3 separate regions of the Mus musculus genome follow, and regions 1 and 2 are each linked to region 3. The links are chromatin contacts, called in public HiChIP or PLAC-seq and promoter capture Hi-C maps. All regions are on one chromosome and are shown on one strand. The core of a region is the stretch at or near the end of the contact, and the rest is flanking DNA. Distances in the headings are between cores, read along the strand shown.

Evidence for each region. Promoter capture Hi-C pulls out the DNA fragments that hold promoters and counts their contacts. HiChIP or PLAC-seq counts read pairs in DNA pulled down with a chosen protein or histone mark.
Region 1: an H3K4me3 HiChIP or PLAC-seq map of the SCID.adh cell line shows a contact between it and region 3, with 27 read pairs. The contact joins the promoter of Kif14 here to the promoter of Kif21b in region 3. A contact is called at or near these places in 3 of 39 promoter capture datasets (embryonic stem cells, frontonasal cranial neural crest and liver), 8 of 484 Hi-C or Micro-C datasets (CD4 T cells, Th1 cells, erythroid progenitors and 4 more), 31 of 115 datasets of contacts at active chromatin or transcription factors (the 230-238 cell line, the SCID.adh cell line, T-cell acute lymphoblastic leukemia and 22 more) and 3 of 9 other capture datasets (adipose tissue, liver and pancreatic islet).
Region 2: a promoter capture Hi-C map of pre-B cells shows a contact between it and region 3. The contact joins the promoter of Zfp281 here to the promoter of Kif21b in region 3. A contact is called at or near these places in 2 of 39 promoter capture datasets (liver and pre-B cells), 4 of 484 Hi-C or Micro-C datasets (CD8 T cells, LSK cells, Th1 cells and 1 more) and 2 of 115 datasets of contacts at active chromatin or transcription factors (astrocytes and memory CD8 T cells).

The regions. Positions count from the first base shown.
Region 1 is chr1:136,464,677-136,469,568 of GRCm38.p6, forward strand. It overlaps Kif14 (kinesin family member 14), which reads left to right and starts at 3,172. Exons shown (of 29, transcript NM_001287179.2): 1 at 3,172-4,498. The coding sequence starts at 3,282.
Region 2 is chr1:136,623,332-136,627,923 of GRCm38.p6, forward strand. It overlaps Zfp281 (zinc finger protein 281), which reads left to right and starts at 1,570. Exons shown (of 2, transcript NM_177643.4): 1 at 1,570-1,720; 2 at 1,941-4,592. The coding sequence starts at 1,955.
Region 3 is chr1:136,129,357-136,134,078 of GRCm38.p6, forward strand. It overlaps Kif21b (kinesin family member 21B), which reads left to right and starts at 2,034. Exons shown (of 35, transcript NM_001039472.2): 1 at 2,034-2,406. The coding sequence starts at 2,366. It overlaps Gm15850 (predicted gene 15850), which reads right to left and starts at 1,827. Exons shown (of 3, transcript NR_046170.1): 1 at 1,665-1,827; 2 at 37-149.

The sequences.
Region 1 (4,892 bases), core at 1,922-4,421, 340 kb after region 3:
TTGCATTCTGTTTTATATGAATTAGGTATATACACACGTATGTGTGTGAATTCTTTTTTGAATGAAACATCTTTCTTTACCCAGGTAAAGAAAGTAAATTGAGATTTTTACTTATATGTCATATTTCCTTAGTTATCTTAGACTTCTATGTTTTGAGTTATATTTGGTTTTTTTAAATTCTCGTGTTATTTGAATTTACTAATCTTTTCCCTCATCACACCTCTTGCTACTAATTGAATGAACATTTTCTCAATAGATCTGATAATCTATATTGGAAGGGGTCGGGTGTGAATTTCCCTCTAAGTAGATTTTAAGATTTTTAGGAATTTAAGAATGGGGGCTGATGGGCTGGTGAGATGGCTCAATGGGTAAGAGCACCCAACTGCTCTTCTGAAGGTCCGGAGCTCAAATCCCAGCAACCACATGGTGGCTCACAACCATCCGTAACAAGATCTGACTCCCTCTTCTGGAGTGTCTGAAGACAGCTACAGTGTACTTACATATAATAAATAAATAAATCTTTAAAAAAAAAACATTCCTTAAAAAAAAAAAAGAATGGGGGCTGGGGGCTAGAGAGGTGGCTCAGTGGTTAAGAGCACCCTCTGCTCTTCTAGAGGTTGAGTTCAACTCCCAGCAACTACATGGTGGTTCACAACTATCTGTAATGAGATCTGATGCCCTCTTCTGGAGTGTCTGAAGATAACAACACTGTACTCACATACATAAAATAAATAAATATTTTTTAAAAAAAGAATGAGAGCTGGAGAGATGACTGAGCAGTTTAAGAGCACTTTGCTTGCTCTTCCAGAGGACTTGGGTTCAATTCTTAGCACCCTTCAATTCCATGGATGCCCTAAAACTTTTTCTGCTCTCTGTGGACATCAGGAAAACACACACACACACACACACACACACACACACACACACACACGGTGTACAGACTTACTTGCAAGCAAAACACCCTATGCATACATAAAACAATAAGAAAAAAATTGTCAAGGAATAAAAATTATCTTAAAAACTGACTTTATCGTGTAATTTTTCATATAGTTAAAGCACTTCTGGGTTCCTTTTCTCTCTTACAGAATACATTTCCATTATCTCCATACTGTTAATTTGGAAAAATATTTGGCTAGAATCATTCTTTGGTTTTAGTGATTACCTTTTTTCAGGTTTCAGAATGTTATTGTAACCTTTACCGCAACAGCTTTGGACTTCCAGCCACACCACTTGCTACTTGTCAGATCATTCACAAGTTTATTAACAGACTGGCATAACATTAATACTTGATTAAAATATTCAGGATTAAAAAACAAAACTTTAATTCATCTGAACACTTAGTCCACGACATCACGTAACGACTTGAGTATGAAATACCAGAGTGTTATTATAATTAACGTGGGGGCACATGGTCATTCCCTACAGATCGTCGTGTAAAGGATCGGATAGATGAGGCACTGTCGCTTCTCCTGAAAACCCTTCAGGTGAGTGCCCGCCCCTTTGGTGGTACCGCCCAGCTCCAAGCTCTGAGCTCCAATTCCGCCCAGAGGAGGGGCGGGCCGTCACCTAGGAGATAGGGCGGGGTGTGTCTCGCGGTAGAAGCTGCACTTCCGGGGATGGGGAGGAGTGAAGGCGCGGCGCTTGACGCTACGCCCAGCGACCAATCAGGAAGCGAGGCGCGCATTCAAATTGCCGCAGCCACGGGAGCCTGTGCCGGGAATGGTGAGTGTCGAGGTCTTAGGAGTGGGAAGCGCCTCCGAGCTGAGAGCGCTGAGGTTGCTCGCCCAGCGAGCCGGTGGGCTGAGAGCGTTGCGGTGTTTGCCCAGCAGGCCGGGGTGCTTGGGTGGGTGGTGCGGCTCGGTCCCCTTTAGTCCGAGGGTCCCGGGCAAGGGGCGCGGGGCGTCGCTCTGTCCACCCGGAAGCCGAGAACAGCGCCGCGGAGCGTGGAGCGGCGAACTGGAGGGGTCCAGGTACACTGTCACAGCCTGGCAAGACTGCCAGAGTCGCCAGGAGCCTCGGCCTGTGGTCGTGACCGACTTCTCTTGTCTTCCTTCCAGTCCTCTTGGAGATCTGATGGCCGAAATTCTGCAAACAAAAATCATGTTGATCTATGCAAAGAGCAAATGGCTTTTAGTTTCTAAGACAAAGATATATTGTCCCTAATTTCACCTCATATTGGGAGGGTTCTGTATTTTCACTGAAAGTTTAGCGGGAGATGCTTATACTCGAACTCTTTCTTTCTTCCTACAATGTCTCTTTGTCAAACTTTTAAAAATGAGCTTCTGGTAATTTGTTCCTTGATTGTAACAATGTCCAAATAGTTTGAATCAGTGACATTTTGTAAGGTAGACTCAGGAATTCAATTTTAAAGAGTTGTTTACGTCCATTTAAGGAGCATGACGAAGAGTGGCATTTGCACTGTTCTGTTTTAGATAATGCCTGGCAGATATTGTTGGCCTATATTTACCTATATGTGTGTAAACGCATGCCTGTCTAGTTTGTTGTATAATGAAGAAGTGACAGATAGTGTAGTTGTCTAACTTGAGGGGGTGTGGGCATCGGTGACAGTGTCAGGCTGGCCTTGAAAGTTCCAGTCTCTCACCTCGGCCTCTCTAAGGCTGGGATCACAGGCACGGACCATCACACCTGGCTACACACGCAGTTTGTAGTGTATAATGTCTGTGGTACTTTCTTAAGAGTAGCCTCCTTTGTGACATCGTGTTAAACTCCTCTGTAGGCATTCTTGTATTTAGGATACATTGACAAGTGTTCAGAAACCTACTTTGCTGCAGACTAATCAGACTAGATGCTATGATTCCAAGCTGGGGGCACTTAAAGTATGCTGACATACAGGTGTTGACCTTTCTTGAATCACTTTGTTGAGATTAAGGTCACCTGTAAGCTCCTTCTAAGCTGAGGAAATAAGGATGGGGAGGTCCTGTCTTTGAAGTCTGCAGTGTCTGTGGGTGCCTTGCTCCTAAGGGAACCCTCAGTAGATATTTGTTGAATAACAAGTGAAGTCCTTCGAGGGTGGAGATTGTAGGAGGCTGTGTGGAGGTGCAGTGGGAAGTGGTTTAGTCCAATGCATCCTCTGAGAGTTTGCTTCTGTAGTAGGAAGATCTCTCTCTTTTTAAAGTTTGTAGTAACCGTTTTATTTTTCATTTTTTGTAGTCGGCCAGATATTTTGTTGGAAACTGAAAAGAACAAAATGCCCAGCACCCCGACAAGGATCTGAAGGGCTTAGATCCTTCACATCCTCTTAAAAATCGCTTGCTGCCAAGATGTCAGTACACACTTCGCATAGCAGACACAACATCGGAAGCCTGGAGGTTTCTTCTTCACAGAAGATTTCAGCATCCAGTGGCCTCGTCCACAGCAGCCGGCTGGAACTGCACTTGAAGGCAGATATGTCAGAGTGTGAGAATCATGATCCATTCGTGAATGCTGGAAGTAAAACCATCGACATAAATAGCACTTATGTTATCTCTGCCTGTAAAAAAACAAGAGAGACTCCTGTTACCTCTGACCCCCGGAGACTGAGCCTCCAGAGAAGGGCTACTTGTGGGGACAGAGAGTCGTCTTTACTTGGAAGTGAGTTGGGAAACAGAAGAACAGCAGACACAAGTCTTAGGTTACAACGGCGGCACGGTAGAGCGGATTATGTGGGAAAGTGGGAGACATTGAATCCTGTGGGAGGTAACCCAGGAAGTGACTCTGCCTCCCAGGCATCGAGGACAGAAGCAAAGGGTGTAAATAATGATACCCGTGTCCTGTCGTCTGTCGTCTCCGTGAAAGACTCCAACGACACCGGGTTGACGAGATGCAAAGACCCAGGTCCTCCCGTTGGTGCCTCTAATGAAAAGGTGACAGTTAAGGACACAAACAGTAGAGCGCCTGTGGGTTCCCAGCGTCAGACTGAAGCTATGAGATCAGGACACTTAGTGGTGCAACTGACCGAGAGCAAGTCTGATACCCCAGTGTCAGGAGGAAGAAACTCACACCGTGGGAATGCTGGCAAGGACACTGCTAAACAAGTCGGTACATTTGGAAGCTCAGATACAAGAACCCCAGTGAAATGTGTTTTAGAACACAGATGGACACCAAGGCATGACCCGCCTCCACCGAAAAGCCCAGCTTTATCCACACCGAAAAACAATGGGAAGGACATCCCGAAACATGGCAGTACATTCAGAAGCGCGAGCTCAGAATCGAGGACCCCGGTAAAATGTGTCCCAGAACACAGATGGACACCAAGGCATGACCTGCCTCCACCGAAAAGCCCAGCTTTATCCACACTGAAAAACAGGATTGCAAGCCCTCGAGTTAAACCGAGGCCCAAAAGTTCTCTTTTTGCAAATAAAAGGGAAAGCTCACGAGAAAGCACACTCCCTCCAGAAGAAAACAGTCTAGTTCAGAAGACCTTTACAGAGCCAGACTCCTTAAAAGTAGAGAACAGTCAGGTGACCGTGGCGGTGCGCGTGAGGCCTTTCAGCAAAAGGTACGTCCGGCGTGTTAGCTCTCAGGCCGAGAATTCCATGTCATTATGTGTCTGTAAGACTCTGCTTCTAGAAAGCCAGTGTCTTTAAAGTCATTGGCATTTTCTCTTGGTACGGGGAATTGAACCCAAGACCCCATGTAGGTAGATATAATTGAGCCACATCTTCAGCCCACCAGTGTTTAGGCTTTGATTGTAGTTATACTGGTTATTTTTATAATAGAATACAAAATTAAAATCTATATTTTATACCCATATATAGGCATACACACACAAACACATACCTCTTTTAGAAACCGAGCCAGGCAGGATTGTGCACACTTTTAATCCCAGCATTTGGGAGGAGGAGGCAGGTGGATCTTTGGATTTGAAGCCAGGCTGGTTTGCGAAACAAGTT
Region 2 (4,592 bases), core at 320-2,819, 490 kb after region 3:
TCTTCATCTTCCTGATATATGGGGTATACAACCTAGAGGTAAGTCTGCTTGGAGTAGCTCAAGGCTGACAGCGTGAATGAGAGAAATGACAGGTTTCTTATCTTGATAACTGTAGAACAAAGTTGGCTTTCATATGAGTGTCCCACTGCCCTTCATGCTTGGGCTGGCTTATGTGCAGCCCAGCTTTACCATTAAACATGGACACCCTGAGTACAGGGACAGCCTCATTTCTCACTGGCACTGACTAATATTTTATTACTGTCTGAAGTTTTTGAATTTTCAGTGTTCAACGCTTAGCTATACCTGGTAGTTTCAGGAAATAATTTAACTGTAGTTCCATGGGGCTAGGAAGATACAATGCCTCATGAAACTATTCATAAAATACAGTTTTAAGGTTTCTGGGCAGGCTCAGAGAGGCCTGTGTTGGTAAACAATACACCGCTATGGCTTTAATTGCAAAATTTCTCAAGGAAGTTATTACAAGAAGTCATCTCGAGAAACACTATGAGAATATGGACGTGTGATTTCTTTAAGAAAACACACTATGTAAATAACTGTTCTCCAGGTCTTTTTATTAAAAAGTCTGTGGTGTATAAATACACCTAGGAAAGTTGCTGGTTTAGATTTTTGCATGCTCGCTGTGAATGCCTTTTATACATTATTAGGCACTAAATTAATATCTATTTGGTTTTGTCGATAGAACTTTTAATTTCAAGATTTTATCTAATTTCCCCCAACTGAATAAGGAACAACTTTTCAAGTTTCTAGGTATTCTATACTGGAGGGGTTGGGAGAGTGGGGTATGTATCCTAACAGAGATTTTAAACAAGAACGATGGCCAGTATTTGAGGCTAGTTAGTATTCAACGTAATAAGCAAATTCAGACAACTGAGAAAGTACGTGGCATTTAAATACCATCTGATGATGAAGTGTGTGTGGGCGTGTTTTACAGGACAGCTGCACCTGGGATTACACGTGGTTTCCCTTTGCGTAGCCTTCAGGTAGGCTGGCACTGAGACAATTTTCTGCAGCGGTCCCTCCTCTATGGCAGTCTCAAAGGCTCCTTCAATAAAGGCAAAGACAAGCGTTATTGCTGTCTCCATTCTGAAAAGGAGTAAAAGCTATCTGTAATCAATACCGTTACGAGTTTAAAGCTTTCAGGCAGAATCACAAGTACCTTAAGGAATCCTATTCTCTGTTTGATTTTGATTCAATACTTGGATTGCAAACACTAAAGTGAACCAAATGCCAATGTTCAGTTTTCAGTGTCTCCACCTTCCCTAACCCCTTCCTCTGCAGCTCCCACGCCACGCTGCAACACGCTCTCCTGGCGTCCCCGGACTTCCCGCCCCTTGGGCTCCACCTCCGGAGCGCCTTCTCCCTAGAAACCCTCAGCCACTGTCTGCCCCTCAGCAGGGCCACCAATCACGTCCCCTCGCTGCGGAAGACCCTCCGCTGTCCGCCTCCAAGTCCCCGCCCCTCCCACCTAGCCCCCAGCAGCTCCGCCCAACCGCCCGCTTGATTGACAGGCTAGCCAGGCGGAAACTGAGGCGCAGGCGCACGGGGCTCGCCGAGCGCCCCTCTGGTCCGGTCGAGGACTTCCCGGCAGACACCGCGCCGCGGCTGCGCAGAAGCGGGGAGGCTTTTAATTCCATTGTGGAGAGGACGGCGTTATTTTTATTAACTGGAGGCGACGGCGGCTGCGGCGGCGGCGGAACCCGTAAGTGTGGCCGGCGGGCCGGGGCGGGCGCGGGAGCGGCCAAGAAGGCCGCGGGGTCGAGCGCGCCGGGCCGGAGGCGGCGGGGCTGCGGACGGGAGCCGGGCGCGGTGCGGGCTGGGCGGCGGCGCGGCGGGTCCCAAACGCTGCGGTGGTCCCGGCCCGGGGCCCGGCCCTACCGCCGTTCCCCCTCTTCCCTCCTCTCCCTCCTCTCCGCAGCCAGGCCTCCTCCGGGGTATGAAAATCGGCAGCGGGTTCCTTAGCGGCGGCGGCGGTCCCAGCAGTAGCGGTGGTAGCGGCTCCGGCGGCAGCTCCGGCAGCGCCAGCGGCGGCAGCGGCGGCGGCAGGAGAGCAGAGATGGAGCCCACCTTCCCCCAGAGTATGGTTATGTTCAACCACCGGCTTCCCCCGGTCACCAGCTTCACCCGGCCGGCGGGGACGGCCGCCCCTCCCCCGCAGTGCGTGTTATCCTCCTCTACCTCCGCAGCCCCGGCCGCTGAGCCCCCCCCTCCGCCAGCCCCGGACATGACTTTCAAGAAGGAGCCGGCGGCGTCAGCCGCGGCCTTCCCTTCGCAGAGGACCTCCTGGGGATTCTTGCAGTCCTTGGTGAGCATCAAGCAGGAGAAACCTGCGGATCCCGAGGAGCAGCCGTCCCACCACCACCATCACCACCACCACTATGGGGGGCTGTTCGCTGGGGCTGAAGAGCGATCACCAGGCCTAGGAGGAGGGGAAGGGGGGAGCCACGGCGTCATCCAAGACCTCAGTCTTCTGCACCAGCATGCCCAGCAGCAACCGGCCCAGCACCACCGCGATGTATTACTGAGCAGCGGTAGCAGGACTGATGAGCACGGCAACCAGGAGCCAAAGCAGGACGCTAACGTCAAAAAGGCAAAGAGGCCAAAGCCAGAATCTCAGGGAATCAAAGCCAAGAGGAAGCCAAGTGCATCTTCCAAACCTTTGGTTGGAGAGGGAGAAGGTGCCGTCCTGTCCCCAAGTCAGAAACCTCATATCTGTGATCACTGTAGTGCTGCTTTCAGGAGCTCCTACCACCTGCGGAGACATGTCCTCATCCACACGGGCGAAAGGCCTTTCCAGTGCAGCCAGTGTAGTATGGGTTTCATCCAGAAATACCTACTGCAGAGACACGAGAAAATTCACAGCAGAGAGAAACCCTTTGGGTGCGATCAGTGCAGCATGAAGTTTATTCAGAAGTACCATATGGAGAGACACAAGAGGACACATAGTGGAGAAAAGCCATACAAGTGTGACACTTGCCAACAGTATTTTTCAAGGACTGACAGATTGTTGAAGCACAGGCGCACGTGTGGTGAAGCCATAGCAAAAGGAGCCGCTAGTGCAGAACCTGGGTCATCAAACCATAACAGTATGGGTAACCTGGCTGTGTTGTCTCAGGGAAATACAAGTTCCTCAAGGAGAAAGTCGAAGTCGAAAAGCATAGCTATTGAAAATAAGGAACACAAGACTGGCAAAACAAATGAATCACAAATGTCAAACAATATAAACATGCAGAGTTATTCAGTAGAAATGCCTACTGTGTCTACCAGTGGGAGCATAATTGGCACTGGAATAGATGAACTGCAGAAAAGGGTGCCAAAATTGATCTTTAAGAAAGGAAGCAGAAAGAATGCAGATAAAAGCTACCTTAATTTTGTGTCACCGTTACCAGACGTAGTTGGGCAGAAATCCTTGTCTGGTAAGCCAGGTGGCTCACTTGGCATCGTATCGAATAATAGTGTGGAGACCATTAGTCTTCTCCAAAGTACAAGTGGCAAGCAAGGCCCGATAAGTAGTAATTATGATGATGCCATGCAGTTTTCAAAGAAGAGAAGATACCTACCAACTGCCAGCAGCAACAGTGCCTTTTCTATCAATGTAGGACACATGGTCTCCCAGCAGTCAGTCATTCAGTCTGCAGGGGTCAGTGTTTTGGACAATGAGGCGCCATTGTCACTTATTGACTCCTCAGCTCTAAATGCTGAAATTAAGTCTTGTCACGACAAGTCTGGAATTCCTGATGAGGTTTTACAAAGTATTTTGGATCAGTACTCTGGCAAATCAGAAACACAGAAGGAGGATCCTTTCAATTTAACAGAACCACGAGTGGATTTACACACCTCAGGAGAACACTCTGAATTGGTTCAAGAAGAAAATTTGAGCCCAGGCACCCAAACACCTTCAAATGATAAAACAAGCATGTTGCAAGAATACTCCAAATACCTCCAACAGGCTTTCGAAAAATCCACTAATGCAGGTTTTACTCTTGGACACGGTTTCCAATTTGTCAGCTTGTCTTCACCTCTCCACAACCACACTTTGTTTCCAGAAAAACAGATATACACTACATCTCCTTTGGAGTGTGGTTTTGGCCAGTCTGTTACCTCAGTGCTGCCATCTTCGTTGCCAAAGCCTCCTTTTGGGATGTTGTTTGGATCTCAACCAGGTCTTTATTTATCTGCTTTGGATGCTACACATCAGCAGTTGACACCTTCCCAGGAGCTGGATGATCTGATAGATTCTCAGAAGAACTTAGAGACATCATCAGCCTTCCAGTCCTCATCTCAGAAATTGACTAGCCAGAAGGAACAACAGAAAAATTTAGAGTCCTCAACGAGCTTTCAGATTCCATCTCAGGAGTTAGCTAGCCAGATTGATCCTCAGAAAGACATAGAGCCTAGAACAACGTACCAGATTGAGAACTTTGCACAAGCATTCGGTTCTCAGTTTAAGTCGGGCAGCAGGGTGCCAATGACCTTTATCACTAACTCTAATGGAGAAGTGGACCATAGAGTAAGGACTTCAGTGTCAGATTTCTCAGGGTATACAAATATGATGTCTGATGTAAGTGAGCCAT
Region 3 (4,722 bases), core at 784-3,283:
AGGCCTGAGTCCGCAGCCATGGGCCTCCTTGCTTACCCTAGCTGCACACCCTGGATGTCAGGAGACACAGAGAGGAAAGCTCTGGTGGCATTTCCCAGCAGCGGAGCTCTGAGTCAGAAGGTCACCTACTGCTGGAAGTCTGAGCAGACCTATGGCAAACAGGAAGCTAGAGTTAAGTACCAAAGAAGTCCAGGGATGGGAGGGAGGGGGAACAGTTTAGGTAAAAACACATTATCTTTCAGGAGAGCTAAGCCTGTTGCTTGTGGCACCCCCGGGCAAAGCTGGGCCAATCCAGCTCCCTTCCCCACAGGCACGCCCTTAGAGGAATCCCTTAGAGGAATCGGGACGCCTAGAACCACTTGCAGAAGTCCAGATCTTCTGTGTGTTGCTTATGAGACTATTTCCCCACTTGCAAAATTGGGGGTAGGGGAGAAGGCTAGAACCTGGCTCATAAGGTTAGGAGAACAAACAAGAACAAAAGCACCAAGTACCTCCCCGTGTAAGCACCGCTCAGCTCTCCACATCCTCCTTTTGTTAGAAGACAGGGAGCAGCGTCCCAATTTCCCAACACTGTCTCTTGCTCTAAGGAATTTGATTCACTGGCTTTGGGTTTCAGATGCTAATATTAATAAAATATATAGGATCCCACCAGGACCCCTTACACACCACCATCACCACTACCTCTCTGGGGCTCTGGCTCTCCTCCTGTTTGCTACGAGGGTAGGAAGAATGAGCTGACCTAACTTTCACATTTTCCCTTAAAACTATTCCAAACAGGCACCTGGGTTCCCGAGTGGAGCAGTCACAGATGGGGGTGGGGAGTGGGGAATGATGGCACCAAGAAGTGGATCCTCAGGACCCTAACGTACATCCCAGCCAAGACGTCTCACAGGGTTTCATCATCTGAGGCTGATGCAAGAAGCTTGGAGCCAGACTCCCCTGCCTCCCCTCCCCCAGAGGTCTCCATCCACATCTTGAGCTGCAGCTGGGTCCTCCTCTTGGGCCTTTTCCAGAGGAAGGAGCTGGGTGAAGCCTGGGAAGGGAGGGCAGCTGGTGAGGGGCCCTGTGAATGGTCCTAATGTTGGTTGTTGGGGGGCAGGGAGAAGAGTGGGGCTGGGAGGGTGCAGGGGTGAACTGGAATGGGACTTGACTTCACATTACTGGTCTCCTTTCTCATAGCCCTGTGTTGAAAAGTCTCCTGGGCTAATCCTTTATATACATTTCTGATGGCAGCGCTGGCCTCCTTTGCCTTCTAGCTTCTCCCAGGTATCTGGAGTCAAGTGCTTCTTTGTTCCTACTACTTCCCAGGCAGATCTGGCCTCCCACATCGACTCCCCCACACACAACCCGCCCCCCCCCCCCACTGTCACAAAGAGTGTGAACCAGGCCCTGTGGGTCATAAAGGTTAGTGGGACCCTGGTTTAGTGAGGAGAACCTGAGCCAGTCAGCCATCAAAGCAAACTATGAGCTTAAAGATGTTGCAGAGTGGAGGTGGGGAAATTTACTTCCACATCAACAAGAATCCCCTTCAATAAAGGTTGGCGGATTTACCGAAATAAATGCAGAAGGGACACTTCGCTGACTCTTTCAAATTGCAAATTGCTCATCTCTATGAGATGCTTTGAGGTGCAGCACACCGCCCAGCCCAGAGACCAGGTTCTTACCCATGCCTAGCCACAGACTCGCTGTATGACCTTGGGGTGTTCCTCTTTGAGTCCCGTTCCTCATTTAGGAAAGGAAGATCCCACTGAGACTGAGGTACCATGACTTCGAGGGCCGTGGTTCCCGAATGGTCAACTTCCCAGGGACGAGTCCATCATGCCACTCCCGCTTTCACTCCCAAGCCCTCCAATCCTACCCCGCCCCTCCCAGCCACCCGATGGACGGGAGCCAAGAGGTCTCTTTAAAGGCTCAAGTCCCGCCTCTGCTGCTCGTTGGGGCCTTCTATTGGCGGCCTCTGGGAGGGGCGGGGCCCTGCGCGGCTCTGAGGGGCTGGGGGTGGGTCCTGAGGTGGCTCGGCCCCCGCCCCCTTTGTTCGCGCTGCGGCGGGAGGTGGCGGTCCGGGTGGGAGGTGTGTGCGCGCGCGTGTGCCGCGCTGTAGGGAGCTGCGGGTCTCACTGCCCGCTGTCAACGAGCTCAGCACCTCCGCGCGATGGCTGGAGGAGACGCATGGGACCAGCCCCGTGGGGCCGGCCGCGGCTGAGCCCCTCTGCCGCCTCCTGCGAGCATGTCACCTCCAGCCTACGAGGTCGCTTTCGCTAGCAGGGTCCCTGCCTCCGCCTTCTGCAGCCGCAGCCGCTGCCTGGAGCAGTGGCCCCCGGACCCCCGCCCCTGATCCGCGCCCAGACCCTGGTGCCGGAGGACCATGGCTGGCCAGGGCGACTGCTGCGTCAAAGTGGCCGTCAGGTAAGGGTCGATGGCGGGGAAGGGGCGTGCGAGGAGGGGTTCGAGCTTTGTCTCGCGTGTTCTCGGGCGGGGGGCGCGGGCACCGCTCGAGCTGGAGTCTGCAGTCCAGGAGGAGGGGCCGACGCGCGCTGGCCCGGCTGCCGCAGGGGAGCGGCGGCCCAGCGGACTGATGGAAGGTGGCTTTGTTTGGGTGGTAATTTCTGGCCCCTCTTGGGAGCACTTAATGATCAGAAAATCGAATAAACAAGGAAATCCGGTATTTCACACCCAGCTTTGGCCCAGGCCGGAGCGTCTGTGTGTTTCCTCTTGTCCTCCCCATGAGGCTGCTGTCTCATTCTGGGGTATAGGAGGGAATCCCCCCTCCCCCCATCTACCCCAGTTAGCCAGTTCTACGCTCTTGATCCAGCTCACCATCCTGGGAGCGGATACAACAGACAAAGATCGGTTGTGGGACCCATGAAAGGGTTGGAATGGTGCCTTGGCTTTCCACGGGGTGCCAATGGCTTTTGGAGAAAGCCCTGCTGGTCCTGCCCCAAGAGGAGATGGTGCTAGGGAGGAAGAAAAAGGTGTATCCGAGGGACTAATCCAGAAGGGGTGAAAGGGGTGACAGGACCCTAATGCTACATTCACAGGCACAAAGGTGAAACTGAGCAGGGGGGAAGGGCCCCTAGATTTATCTGGATTCCCATTCCCGATATCTGTAGGTATTAGAAGTAATCTGGCAGACATTAAGAGGAAAGAGGACGGGACTTAGTGGGTTCTTTTCCTAGGGGCACACAGGTGCAGGGACAGGAAATGCTACAAAGTTGAACTCTCTGTTCTTTGCAGAGAGTGAAGATGCCTCCCACCAGCTCTCCCGACTGTGTTTTGTGGTCTTCTCTTTAAGAAGAACATAGTGGGAGAGTAGCAATGTGAGTGAGCTGGTCACCAACTCACAGATGCACTGAGGAACATACATCTCTGGTTCTGGCCTTATAGAGTGGGGGAGGGGAGCAGTCAAATTCTAGGGTAGGTCCTTGAGACAAGTGTTCAAATCCCCTGGGTCAGAGATGACCCAGATTCCAGGGATCCTGGGAAGAAGCTCATAGACAAGATGAGAGAAATCGATGAGATAGGTTCTCTCTTCCTGCCCCAGAGCAGATGCCCACCCCCCAACTCTGTATAATCCAGAGAGAAGGCACGGAGGCTTAGTATATAATAGCTCAGGTGCTGAGGGAGGGAGATTGAGGGCTGCTGGTCCAGCAGCTCCTACAGCAGTCAGAACACCACCCGTGCACACACTCTGCCTGGCACTGAACAGCCTGAGACAAAGAGGAGCCCTGCAGGTGTCTGGTGGGCTGGTGGGGCGGAGCCAGGCTGCCACTGAAGCTGACATTGCAGCAGGAACCTTTGGAGGTCGAGGGAAGGGGAGCACGCATGGGCCGGGTGGGAGTGAGACATGTCAATATGGCATCTACAGCAGATGGGGAGAGGGGAGCTACCTGCCGTAAAAAGAAAATGGAAGCCCAACCTCCAACCAGTGTGAACCTGGACTGACAGGACAGGAGACGGGGTGCTCTATCCATGGGGTCTTTCCTTTAGACTCCATTTTACCGGAGAGAGCCAAACAAAGGCCTTCCCCCTTGATTCATACTCCCCAGTCTGGGCCTGGCATGGTAAAATATTGGAGTTCCCACTTCAGGAGCCTGGGGGCATGGGCACCTGTATAGAAAATAAAGGGAAAGCTAGTGTTCCTTCCCACAATGACTATCGGGACGTTTCTGGGACCTTTACCACAGAGAAGGGCTGGTGGCTGCCTTCTGCACCCAGGGCTTTGGGATGCTCTTCCTAACTGGAGTCAGCTGTGTATATGAAGTTGTGTGGAAATTGAACATCTGAAGCGCTAGCCTTTCCAAGGGCTCCAAAAAGGTGAGAGCCCCGCCCACTCATTCCGTCTGGCTCTAGATCAGCCAGCCCGGCACACGCCAGACCTCAATGGGCAACCGGCCGTGCAGGCAGACAATGCCTGGACAGAGCCCAGGTTCTAATCAGAGAGCTGAGGGTGGGACTGGGCTGGGGGAAGGAGCAGATGGTGCCAGCGATGTGCTTTAGGGGGAATTCTCCTTGGTTTAGCATCTCTTCCCATGTCCCACCTCCAGTGTCACCACCTGTGTCATTGAAGAAGGGGCTGGGTGGGAGGCTGCAGTCTGTGGCACATTTATGAGCAGCAAGGATTTGAGAACTGCCCGCTGCTGTAAGTTTCCTAGCTGCTGACAAAGAGAGCTGTCTTCCTGACTTCCTGGAAGTCCTCTCCGAATTCCCATGAGAGTCATTTAT